2 separate regions of the Anolis sagrei genome follow, and region 1 is linked to region 2. Evidence: chromatin contacts called from public Hi-C data. All regions are on one chromosome and are shown on one strand. The core of a region is the stretch at or near the end of the contact, and the rest is flanking DNA. Distances in the headings are between cores, read along the strand shown. Region 1 holds the start of LY96 (lymphocyte antigen 96). Region 2 holds the start of GDAP1 (ganglioside induced differentiation associated protein 1).

The links. Hi-C and Micro-C count contacts between places; a contact is called where the count stands out from the background.
Region 1: a contact with region 2 is called in a Hi-C map of mixed tissue, with 12 times the contacts expected there. The contact joins the promoter of LY96 here to the promoter of GDAP1 in region 2. A contact is called at or near these places in 2 of 2 Hi-C or Micro-C datasets (both in mixed tissue).

The regions. Positions count from the first base shown.
Region 1 is chr4:42,401,515-42,407,561 of rAnoSag1.mat, forward strand. LY96 (lymphocyte antigen 96) reads right to left here and starts at 4,216. Exons shown (of 5, transcript XM_060771687.2): 1 at 4,026-4,216; 2 at 961-1,047. The coding sequence starts at 4,134.
Region 2 is chr4:42,261,045-42,266,901 of rAnoSag1.mat, forward strand. It overlaps GDAP1 (ganglioside induced differentiation associated protein 1), which reads right to left and starts at 3,810. Exons shown (of 6, transcript XM_060775498.2): 1 at 3,570-3,810; 2 at 1,741-1,933; 3 at 417-590. The coding sequence starts at 3,788.

The DNA.
Region 1 (6,047 bases), core at 2,966-5,465, 140 kb after region 2:
AAATATTTTACATTACAATTCTTAAAGTAGCAATATTAGAGTTATAAAGTAGCAACAAAAATAATTTTGTGGTTGGGAATACCCACAACATGAAGAACTGTATTAAGAGGTCACGGCATTAGGAAGGTTGAGAAACACTGCTCTATAGAACATTCTCACTATCGGTGGGGCATTACTAGAGGACATTCTCATCCTGTCTATATTGAAAAAGAGATGATGAACCCTTCAGCTATCCCAATTGTCACTGCCCTGACAATTGGGAGGCAGCACTGCCCACACTTCTATCCCTTTTCTTTTAGTGTCATGTCTTAATTAGATGGTAAGCCTGATGGAAAAGAATTATTTTATTGTTCTTTTACTTGTAAAGTGTCAAACACAGTGATGGATATAGGTACATTCTTGTGGTGGTGGTGGTGGTGGTGGTGGTAATTGTTGTTGTTGTTGTGATTCTGAGTCATTCTGAGACCTCGGGAGTCTAGTGCTGCTCTGAATGTGGTAAGAATGCCACCCACAAACACCTTAGAGGTCATTCTGGGGCATTTTGGAACAAAAATGGAGTGTGTATGTGTGTGCCTGGAGAGACTTGAAACACCCCAAGAGCTACAAAAATGGCCCTGCTAGGACACATTCAGCCTGTAGGCTGCACTTTGCTCACCCCTGTCCTAGAAAGTGGCATGCAATCTACTAGTCCATCACTATATATATGCAGTTATTGCTAACTCGAACACCATTGCTGTTTAGTGCTGTGGGATCCTCTTGAATGGTATGTAGAATGGCATGAAATGCTACAGGAGATAGCAAAATTGTGTGTGCTTCCTTGTTGAAATGAAACCACTTTCTAGGAACCAACTAATCATCTTCCAATCCAATCCAGTGAATTGGACAGGGTAAACTATCACACTGGAGTAATCAGCATTCTATAATGTAAAGCACTAGGCCTAGTGTTCTCTAGAAACTTACTTGGGATCCAGAATATATGGCCCTGCCATACAGAAACCTTCAACGAACACGGCTTGACAGTAAAAGAGAACATGGCAGCTCCAGGACCTGCAGGTCAAGAAAAAAAATGATGTTATTGTGTCCAACAGAATATGCCATCTCTAGGCATTTTCTAGGTCCTCCAACATGATTCTACTATGGTCTTCTTGGTCTGTAAACCCTTTATTTAAAAGTGTTCACTATCATTCATTGTGTTACGTATTAATGCAGAGCTCAATAATGTATTCACCATGGATATAGGGATCATGTTGTACATTCTTATTATAGAAGTTTTCTGCAGAGAAGCAGTTCCCATTTTAAGCAAACTCTGCTATTTAATTGAAGCAATGGCTTTCGTGTGAAGGGTGGGAGTTATATAAGTTGTCCATGGACTGTATGAATTTTCACCTCAACTTAGCTCTCATTCTCCAGGCTTAAAGGCTCAGTTGGAGCCAGGGAGGGTTTGTGCCCTATGCTGTCATTATTCCTGATGCTTCTGTGGCCACATCATGAAAAGGTTGCTTTATAGTGAGTCACATTTTGTTCTCATGGAACCATACACTATACACTGTATTGTCTGTCATTAGCAGTGACTCTCCAGTCTCCACATTCTCAAACAAAAATCTTTCCCAACTGTGCTGCATAAATACTTTCTTCCAAAATCACCAGGGATTCAACTAGGAATGCTGTGCATGCAAGATATGCTTCCTACGCTATTGAACAATGACCCATCCCTTGGTTAAATTATCCTTCTGAGTTAGGATACTGTTATTCCAATCTGAGTGAAAGCAACTTGCCTATGGCTATTGAGACAGCCTGTCTTGTTATAGAACTGGGTGTAATTCCAGGTTTCTCCAAGAGTTCTTTCAGTGTAGAACACTGGGACACATTACTCCTTTGGCACAAGCTTTATTGCTGGTAAAGCAATGATTCAACAAATGGTTGACAACAGAGAAGCTTTTCAATCTTTTCATTAATGGGGTCCATCATTCCCTCACAGCCAATGGTTGCACTGGGCCCCAAACAAGTTCTACTTAGCAATCAAATTCTCGATCCATCAGATATATGGCAAATTTGGGTTTGGATGCACTCCACCCAGTGGAAGATGGACTCTCAAGGGTTCATCTGTAGAAGAAAACTTTCAAAACTACAGTGCCCAAGCACAATACATCTCTTTCCCCAGTCAATTACTGTAAGAACTATGTCACATTGTAAACAACAGAGGAAAATTAATTCTCTCGCCCATTCCCAGCCTTCATATCTTTTTCCCAACCTCAAACTGTTAAGCTAATCCCAAAAAAAGTATCAAACAAGGTGACTGACACAAGTTGACTCTTTCACTACAATGGATCACTATTGATATTTGCCATGATCCTGAGAAGGCCTTCGACTCCTGGTGGCAGAAACCAATTCATTACACAGTCTGAAGGGCAAATCATGGCACGCATTTGAGTAGACAGTCTGCATATGAGGCAGAGAGTGAAGCAGACATTCTGCTGGCACATTTTTCATTGTGTGTGTACAGGTAGATAGACACATCACTGGTCTCTATGAAGTTTTGCTGTAAATGCCACTTAAGGTGAGGGCTTGCTCTAAGGGCCATGGTGGTGCAATTGTGCTGCTAAACTGCTGACCTGAAGATTGGCAATTCGAATCCACGAGACAGGGTGAGTTTCTGCTGTTAGCCCTAGCTCCTGCCACCCTAACAGTTCAAAAACATGCAAATGTGAATAGATCAATAGGTACTGCTTTGACAAAAAAAGGCAAAAGGATGCTCCAAGCAGTCAAAGGGATGCTCTACAACAGTGGTTCTCAACCTGTGGGTCCCCAGGTGTTTTGGCCTACAATTCCCAGAAATCCCAGCCAGCTTGTCAGCTGTTCGGATTTCTGGGAGTTGAAGGCCAAAATATCTGGGGACCCACAGATTGAGAACCACTGCTCTAGGAGGTGTCTATGGACACAGGCTCCTCAGCTTGAAAATGGAGAAAGAGCACTTCCCCCAGAGCCGGAGATAAGCACCACCTCCAGAAGCTGGAAATGAAAGAAGTATTTGTATTTGTCTGTGTGTTAGTGTCTCATTGTATGTCATTGTAATAAGGCACTGAATGTTTACCTATGTTTGCTTATATACTGCAATCCACTCTGAGTCCCCTCAAGGAGAAGGGTGGAATATAAATATATTATTATTATTATTATTATTATTATCATCATCATCATCATTATAGATACAATGTAGGTTGGGTTGCATACAGTGCAGCCCATTGGCTACATGAACCCTTCTCAAATGGCCTTTCTAGTTTCCCCAAATTTCCCTTAGTTTTACCATTACTCCCTAGGAATTGTTTTAGGTCCAGGATCCACCTTTCAAAAGCATCCTTTTGAAGTCTTACAGGGGATCATGGTCACAGAATTCATGGTAGCTGCTCACCTTGGAACAGAAGGGGCAGGATTAACAACCCAGCAATAGCATATTTTGGTTTCTTGTAATAAATAGTACCAGTAATTTTTGTTAATTTTTTTTTAAAAAAACTACCTGTATTCTACTGAGACAAATCGCAACCTCAGGGAGATAATGTTTGTTGGAAAAATGATGCACGTATACAGTTATTTCCTAGCCATCAGGCAATAGCAGAGTTGCAAACTGAATCATATTTATCCAAACTGCACTTTGAAAATATTTTTTTAAATATTAGAAATGCCCAAAGGGAGTATCTGTGAAACTCAGCACAAACAACCTTGGCCTTAAGTCGGCTGAGCTAAATGCAAAAGGTCTCAAATTATATTAGGAGCAAGAAGCAAACATTCAATCTCTCTATTAAATGTGTGTGTTTGTGTATAAACAGGCAGTTGAGTTGGTTGATGAAATGTTGAGGCATTTGTTTATTACTCTGCAGGTGAAAAGCAAGTTCCATTTCTGAGTAAATGCTGCAACAGCATATGCATCGGCAAGACTACAATGTCCCATCAGGGGCTTTAATTAGAGGGAGAGACAAACTGTTGCTTCTGCAAACATTTTTAAATCAAAGCAATCTGATGTTTCTACTTACCGCAGGAGGAAAATAAAATGTCTAGGTCATCTGATCTGCAAAGCAGGTGTTTTTCCCCTGCCGCAGTAAATCCACAAACAGAAAGGATCAAAATAGCAAGCGGGGACATGTTTACTTATCTTTAAACCATTTTAAGAGAAGACAAAGAGAGGGCTATGCTAGATTGCTTCACTTTCTGTTAAGAGGAACAAAGCCACTCTTAGTCATCCTCAGACACGTGGTTTCTGCAATTGGGGAAGAACATTTATTCTAAAACAAATATATGATTTAAATATCTGAAAACATTTCCTCCCCTTGATTTGTTTTTTTCAGAAGAATGTTGCATTATCACCTGTGTGAAATTTCCTATGTGTAAAGCTGCATTTGTGGTTTTCCACAAATAAATTGTAATAGGGTGACTTTGCTATTAACATTTCAGGTGGAAAGCAATGAAGGAAGTGAAAGATTACACCCAAAACATGTAAATTTACTGAGCAAGAAATACTGCCAGTTAGAAATGTTTGGCTGATAAAACACAGTGAACCAGCGCCATTGTATCTCTTGTGCTCATAACTATACAAATATTTATATTTTCCCTAAAGAGATCTATATAAAAAAATCGCTGCAGGAAAATATTCTTACTGTGAAAATTATGAAATGTACTAAGTCATATCAGTGAAAAGTACTATATTTCTTTCAAAAAACCTTGGTCTTTAAAACAAATCCCTGAGCACACATTTCCTCTTGCAACTATAACTTGCAGGGATCACACAATACAATGGTTATCAATGCTACTCGTTGTTGCATTGATAATGTCACACTGGCAAAATCAAAGCAGGCACAAACTTTTTAGTTCATTAGCTTTATCTTGCATTTTATAAACATGGTTGATACATTTTTTTAGGATCCATCAATGTTGTAAGTCAGGGAACGAGTCCCTCTAGTGGCATCTATAGAAAGAAGCTCTTTTACACACACAGAAACCCTTGAGAATTCCTTGCAACTCATTTTTCAGAATAATTTAAAACACCAACTGGAAAACCTCCTACATAATTAAATGATACTTGGAGTATATTTTTTCTGGATTATATCCATTATATAGAAATTAATCCCCAGTGGTTTTAGTAGAACTCACTTAGCATCAATACATTTGCAGTAATCAGAGTATCATAGTAGTACTTTTGGTTTGTTGTTGTGTCATTTCTGACTTTTGGTGACTCTAGGTCGAACATATCATGGGGATAACTTGACATAATTTGTTCAGATTATTTGCTGTTGGCTTCCACCGAAGGCAAGAGAGTGTGACCTGTCCAAGATCACCCAGTAAGTTTTCTGTGCCAGAATGAGAATTCAAAGCAGGGTCTCATCCAAGACTCAAACCACTACACCATGCTGGTGCAGTGCTTTGTATACTAAATGCTGGACCAGATAGGATTTTAGTTTGATTTTAGCATCTCTTTTTATCTCCATGGTATTATCCTGAAATACATTTGGTGTTTCAGGAAAATCTAGGGAGATAAAAACTAAGACATACTGAACCATAATAATAATAATAATAATAATAATAATAATAATAATAATAATAATAACAACAACAACAACAACTTCATTTATATCCTGCCACCATCTCCCAAAAGGGACTCAGGGCAGAATAAAATCCTATCTGGTCCAGCATTTACAGTGTGTCCAACCAGAGTGTCCGTTTTTGGAATCGCAAAGTATCATAAAGTGTTCATTTGTTTTAACCATCATAATGTTATCAAAAAGACCATCACTTCTAAACAGACAATATGACCTTATATGTGCACTTTCATAGCAGCATTATGTCCAGTGTAGCAAAAGTTTAAATCTGTTATGTGGATAAGAGTTCACTTAATGACAGTTATAGGAAATGTTATTCTTCGTTGGCCTGCATGAATTTGTACATTGTATACATTCATCCAGCTATAGCAAAACAATGGATAAAGTTATAGTTTAGCACTACATGAACACTACTAAAATTATATTCTACATCCATATGTATTGTACTCTGGCTGAGACTTC
Region 2 (5,857 bases), core at 2,560-5,059:
CATACAGTCAAGAATACAGTATGTTACTATATCCATAGTTTGACTTAGTCACACTCCCAAAAACATCTCCACCCCACTTCATGTGTTTAAGGTCATGTTGGAACAAACCATGTCTCATATTATCAAAATCAGAGATTATACTCATTCCAACCAGAGCTAAGAAACATTACTTTCTTGAACTACAGCTTCCAGAATTCCCCAGCCAAGATGGTCCTGGGAGTTGCAATCCAAAAATGTTCTGTGCTAGGATGTAAAGAAAAAATACATTTCCACGTTCTGATTCCAATTGCAGACTAAAAATTATATGAATACCCAAAGACATTGAAAGTTTAGGAGACCCAAATCTCAGCACTTTGTAACAGTGCACTTTTAAACAGCATATAAACCAGTGTAGAAAACATATTCTTGGTACGTACTCCGAATACGAGTTGTGGCATAAGCTGGAATCAAAGAGTCCACTGCTAATTCAGGATGCAAAATGCAGCCGTGTGTATAGGCATCCATGGGCAAAGAATCCAAGAGCTCCCTGTAGTGCTGAACCCTTGGATAGTACATGCTTCCTTCTTCTGGCATTAGCCTTGGGGTATTTTCTGAGTTTAAAATGTATAATGGACAATGAAAACAACATTAAGGAGAAGTACGGAGTGATCACATTTCCTACTTGTTTACAAAAGCTATAGCCAACTGCCAACTTCTCTATAAAGTGGCAACTATAGGGATGGGCCATCCTGCCAGGGCATACAATGTTAGTTTAGGTCAGTGGTTCTCAACCTGTGGGTCCACAGATGTTTTGGCCTTCAACTCCCAGAAATCCTACCAGCTGGTAAATTGGCTTGGGTTTCTGGGAGTTGTAGGCCAAAACACCTGGGGACCCACAGGATGAGAACCACTGGTTTAGCTGGACAGGTACTCTGACTGTAGCTTCCTATGAAAGAAATGGGACTAAGAAAATGATAACCTGTTTGGGAATAATATTTGTCCAGTCCCCCCCCCCCCCCCCCCCGCATATTTCTCTGGCAGCTCATTTTTCTGTACATTTTTCTTTATGCTTTACATTATATTTCCTCCTAAATAAGTACTAAATAAGTATTGAGGATGTAGATAACCATGCAATCATAAAAAACAGACTTCCATGCAATAAGGCAGGGATCCTTAGATCCTTAACTGTTTTAGCAAAACCCACCCCCTCAGTGAAGTTTGCTGCTACCATCATCCTACTAAATTTCAGCAGTGCTGTTAATCTTGTCCCTACATTATTTCAATTTTAAAGCAAGAAAAATGGAAAGCATGTATCCTGTCCTAAACTGAACTGTGCCTCCAGAAGAACAATTAAGCTAGAAATCCAATTCATTTCAAAAACAAGATGTATGCTCTCAGTCCACCTTGTTTTAAAGTTATCTCCCTACACCAGTGGTTCTCAACATGTGGGTCCCCAGATGTTTGGGCCTACAACTCCCAGAAATCCCAGCCAGTTTACTAGCTGGGTTGCTGCAGGGTTTTCGGGCTGTATGGCCATGTTCTAGAAACATGGCCAATATAGCCCAAAAAACCTACAACAACCTAATGATTCTGACCTTTAAAGCCTTCGACAATACAGTTTACCAGCTGTTAGGATTTTTGGGCATTGAAGGCCAAAACATCTGGGGACCCATGGATTGAGAACCACTGCCCTACACCATCCCTACCCCCTGCAACACACTATATTTGCATTAATTGAAATCACACAAGCATTCTGGTTACCATCTGTAAATGTCTCTTCCAAGTAGTCAATAATCTGGTTGGCATCACAAATAATGTTGTCTCTGTGAATGAGCACAGGGACTTCTCCAGATGCATTTAATCGCATAAACCAGGGCTCGTTGTGCTCACTCAGTGGAAGGCTTACATCATGCTCTTCACATTTCAGTCCCTTTTCAGCAATCACCAAACGAACCTAAAAGAAATGACACAGATTCCCATGGAAAATATAGCTGTTTTCCTGTGTTTGTCTTGAGTGTGTGTGTGAGAGAGAGTTAAGACAAAATATTATACTTCCTTTTTATGATACTGACAAACTAATCTAATGTTTGCTGGTTGTCTTTGAATTCATTGAGTAGTTTTCTTGTTTCTCTTATATTGAAAGATGCACTAAACAGTGAACTCTATTACACATCAATGCCATTTTGCCAACCTACAAAGCAGAGCCAGCAGTTCTGGGGGGAAAGGGTGGGATGGTAGAGCAGAAGGCCCAGTCAGTGGCCTGCACAGGGCAGAAAAGGAGCAAAGCAACTTCCCTAATGCCTTCTCCTTGCAGCAGAAACCATAGGCCTCTCTTATGTTTCCACACTTCTATGAGCCAGTGTCCTGCCAGCCCTCCATATTCTCACCCCAGCCCTAGAATACATCCTTTCTGCCCCCAGCTCCTGTCCTCCCACATTTTCAAGGCAAAGTCACAATTCCTTAACCTTTGCTTTCACCCTTTTTCTCCCTTTTGCTGAAATAAATATAAAATTGGCAATGCCCAAACACCAAATTTAGCAATACTCATACAACACAAACATAGATTTTTCTAGGTTGCAGCACATAAATGTAAACAGCAATGATAAAAGAGAGATTTCAAGTGAAAGCCCAAGATAAGACATGCTAATAGCAGCTAGTCCCAAAAGCATGAGAGCCAACTGATGAACCAATTCTCAGCACCTCCCAGGATCAGGACTGCTTCCAGACAGATATAAGGCCCTTCCACACAGCTATCTAACCCAGAATATCAAGGCAGATAATATACAATATCTGCTTTGAACTGAGTTATCTGAGTCCACACTACCATATAATCCCCTACAATGTGGATTTTATACACCTGTGTGGAAGGGGTCCTAAGGAGCAGGAAAGGTGCTGAGAATTGGGACTTGCAGGTGCAACTCGAATGTAGGGGGCTTTTTTTAATATAAAGTAACAAGCAGTGGAAATGGTCTGAAGGGGTGGAAATATGTGTGCTCTGGAATGTTGGACTATGTCTCTGGAAACCAGTGTTTGAACCCTGATAAACTGGTCTGCTGTGGAGGCATGAGTCTAAAAGTGCCATAGACATTGTTAGTTAACATGCCTGCAAAGCGCTAAGTGTGAAAGACTGCTCTGTAATTTCTCTAAATTGGAAGCTCTGGTGATCTATATATTTTTACTACAGCTTCCACAATCCATAATCATCAATCATACTGGTTAGAGGGTGACGGCAGTTATAAGTGAAATTGAGTGAACAATCAAATATTTCCCACTCCTGTGGTAAATAATACCACATAAGAAGAATCATGCAAGTAATGGCTGATCATTTCAGAGTAAACAATAGGCAATGAAAACTGTAAAGGCCGTGAGGCCTGTTTTGAAAACCTTCTGGCCTGTGCCTCAATCCCATTCATTATTTTTCCTTTCCCATCTGTTCTCCCCTCCAGATGTATATCGATTGCTGCATTTAAATAAAGCACATTCTCATTCAAGCACAGCATCTGCCCTTCAAAGTGGGCAAAATGGGTAAAGGGAGCTGTCCAGGTACTGAAACCTTCTATTTCTGGAAGACAATGGGATTAGCCACCCACCTTTTGAGAGCTGAAGGACTGTGTCCAGTGATAGAGGATGAGTTTAGCATCTATCTTGGCATCTACCTCGCTTGGAGGCATTTTGCCCTTGGATTGCTCCTCCTTTTCTTCTGTCATTTCACCGTTTTTCTTTCTGCTCAATTCACTGTTCTGTAACTGTCCCTGTGATTTCCTTTTTTCTCGCTCGCTGCTACTGAGTCTGCTCCAAGGAGAGAGCATGCTCACTGATGGCAGATGAAGCTGCTGCTCTGAAAATACCCTCAGTTTCCCATTGTGTCTGATTACTAGTGAGACGAAGGAAGTGCCAGAGTTGCCCAAGTGTAAATATAGCATCATTTGGAACAGTAATAGAGAAAACCCACAATAAAAACACACACACGAGAGAGAGAGAGAGTTTCTACTATGTCAGACAAGAAATCTGATTCTCAGCAAAAGGAACCTGCTTGCCAGAGAGGTAAACTATATATGCTTTTCACTCACTTATAGATATAGACCAAAATGAGTATCTACAAAGAATGACCCTTTTGAAGCTAAAGTCTAAAATAGGTTTTTCTCTTCCATGTTTAGTTGTTCATTCCTCACACTTCATGCAAGTAATATGATGGCACACTTTGCATTGTGATTAATCTAGTTTGGCTTTGCTCACTCATTTTACATACAATACAATAATTTCCAACAAATGTATATTTCACAGGACAGCATTTGAAGAGCTTCAAGAGAAATGTGTACTGCTCAAAGTATTGTGAAACAGAAATGGAAATAACCTGGCATTGAAAACTTTCTATGTGTATATTTAAGATGTATTCTGTTGTTGCTTTTGGCCATATCCAGACTTAACATATTTGAAATTAAAATAAGACTACCTTTAAAGGAAGATTAATTTCAAAGAAATGAAATAGGTAAAGGTAAAGGTTTCCTCTTGGCATTAAGTCTAGTTGTGTTCGACTCTGAGGGGTGGTATTCATCTCCATTTCTAAGTCGAAGAGCCGCCGTTGTCCGGAGACACCTTCAAGGTCATTTGGCCAGCATGACTGCGTGGAGCATCATTCATAATGAAATAAGTAACTAAAATGTGTAGAAGGTGTATTGATAGATATGCATCTGAACAAGTATAAGTATTAAAAAGAGAATATTAGTGATGCAAAATTTAAAACTTGTGTTGTTGTTCATTCGTTCAGTCATCTCCAACTCTTCGTAACCTCATGGACCAGCCCACGCCAGAGCTCCCTGTCGGCCGTCACCACCCCCAGCTCCTTCAAGGTCAGTCCAGTCACTTCAAGGATGCCATCCATCCATCTTGCCCTTGGTTGGCCCCTCTTCCTTTTACCTTCCACTTTCCCCAGCATAATTGTCTTCTCTAGGCTTTGCTGTCTCCTCATGATGTGGCCAAAGTACTTCAACTTTGTCTCTAGTATCCTTCCCTCCAATGAGCAGTCGGGCTTTATTTCCTGGATCTTCTCACAGTCCAAGGCACTCTCATAACTTGTATAGACCAAATATTAGACTTGGGCTATAGATTAGCAACATTCCACAAATGCAACACAATTATGGAGCTTGTTTCCAGAAAACACCAAATTGATCTGAACAAATTTAACAGGAATATGGGGGGAAATGTGCTGAGGACATGCATTATTTAGCTATAAAATGTAATTTTCCAAGCCCTGTACCAAAGTGATTTGATACATTTTGACAGTTTTGATCTTTATATAATATTCTATTCCTAGCCAACAATTTGCTGCCAACTAAAACTCATTTTTCAATTATTTTTGGATTTGGAACCTTTTGGAAACAAACTACACAATTTACATAGGGACCACCAAATGTAGCACCCAGATATGGATCAAAGAACATGACAGGCACTACAGTCTAATTCAACCAGAGAAGTCAGCCACAGCAGAGCACCTGATGAACTAACCTGGACACAGCATATCATTTGACAACACAGAAGTGTTGGACCACTCTAACAAGACTACACAGATAAGCCATTAAAATCCACAAGCATGTGGACAATTTCAACAGGAAGGAGGAAATCATGAAAATGACAAAAATCTGGCTAACAGTATTTTAAAAATATCTAAAATCAGGACAATAAATAAAGAGGAACACTCAAACAACAGAGGAATTCCAGCCAGGAATCAATCAGGGCCAGCTAACACCTCTCAGCAAAGGATTCCCCAGGAAGTAGCCAGATTTTGAAGCTACAAGGCCATTCAATGGTAATCAAACTGGCCAATTGCAACATTCACACTTGCCTCAAGCAGACAAAGAGTTCTTTCTCCCAATCTGGA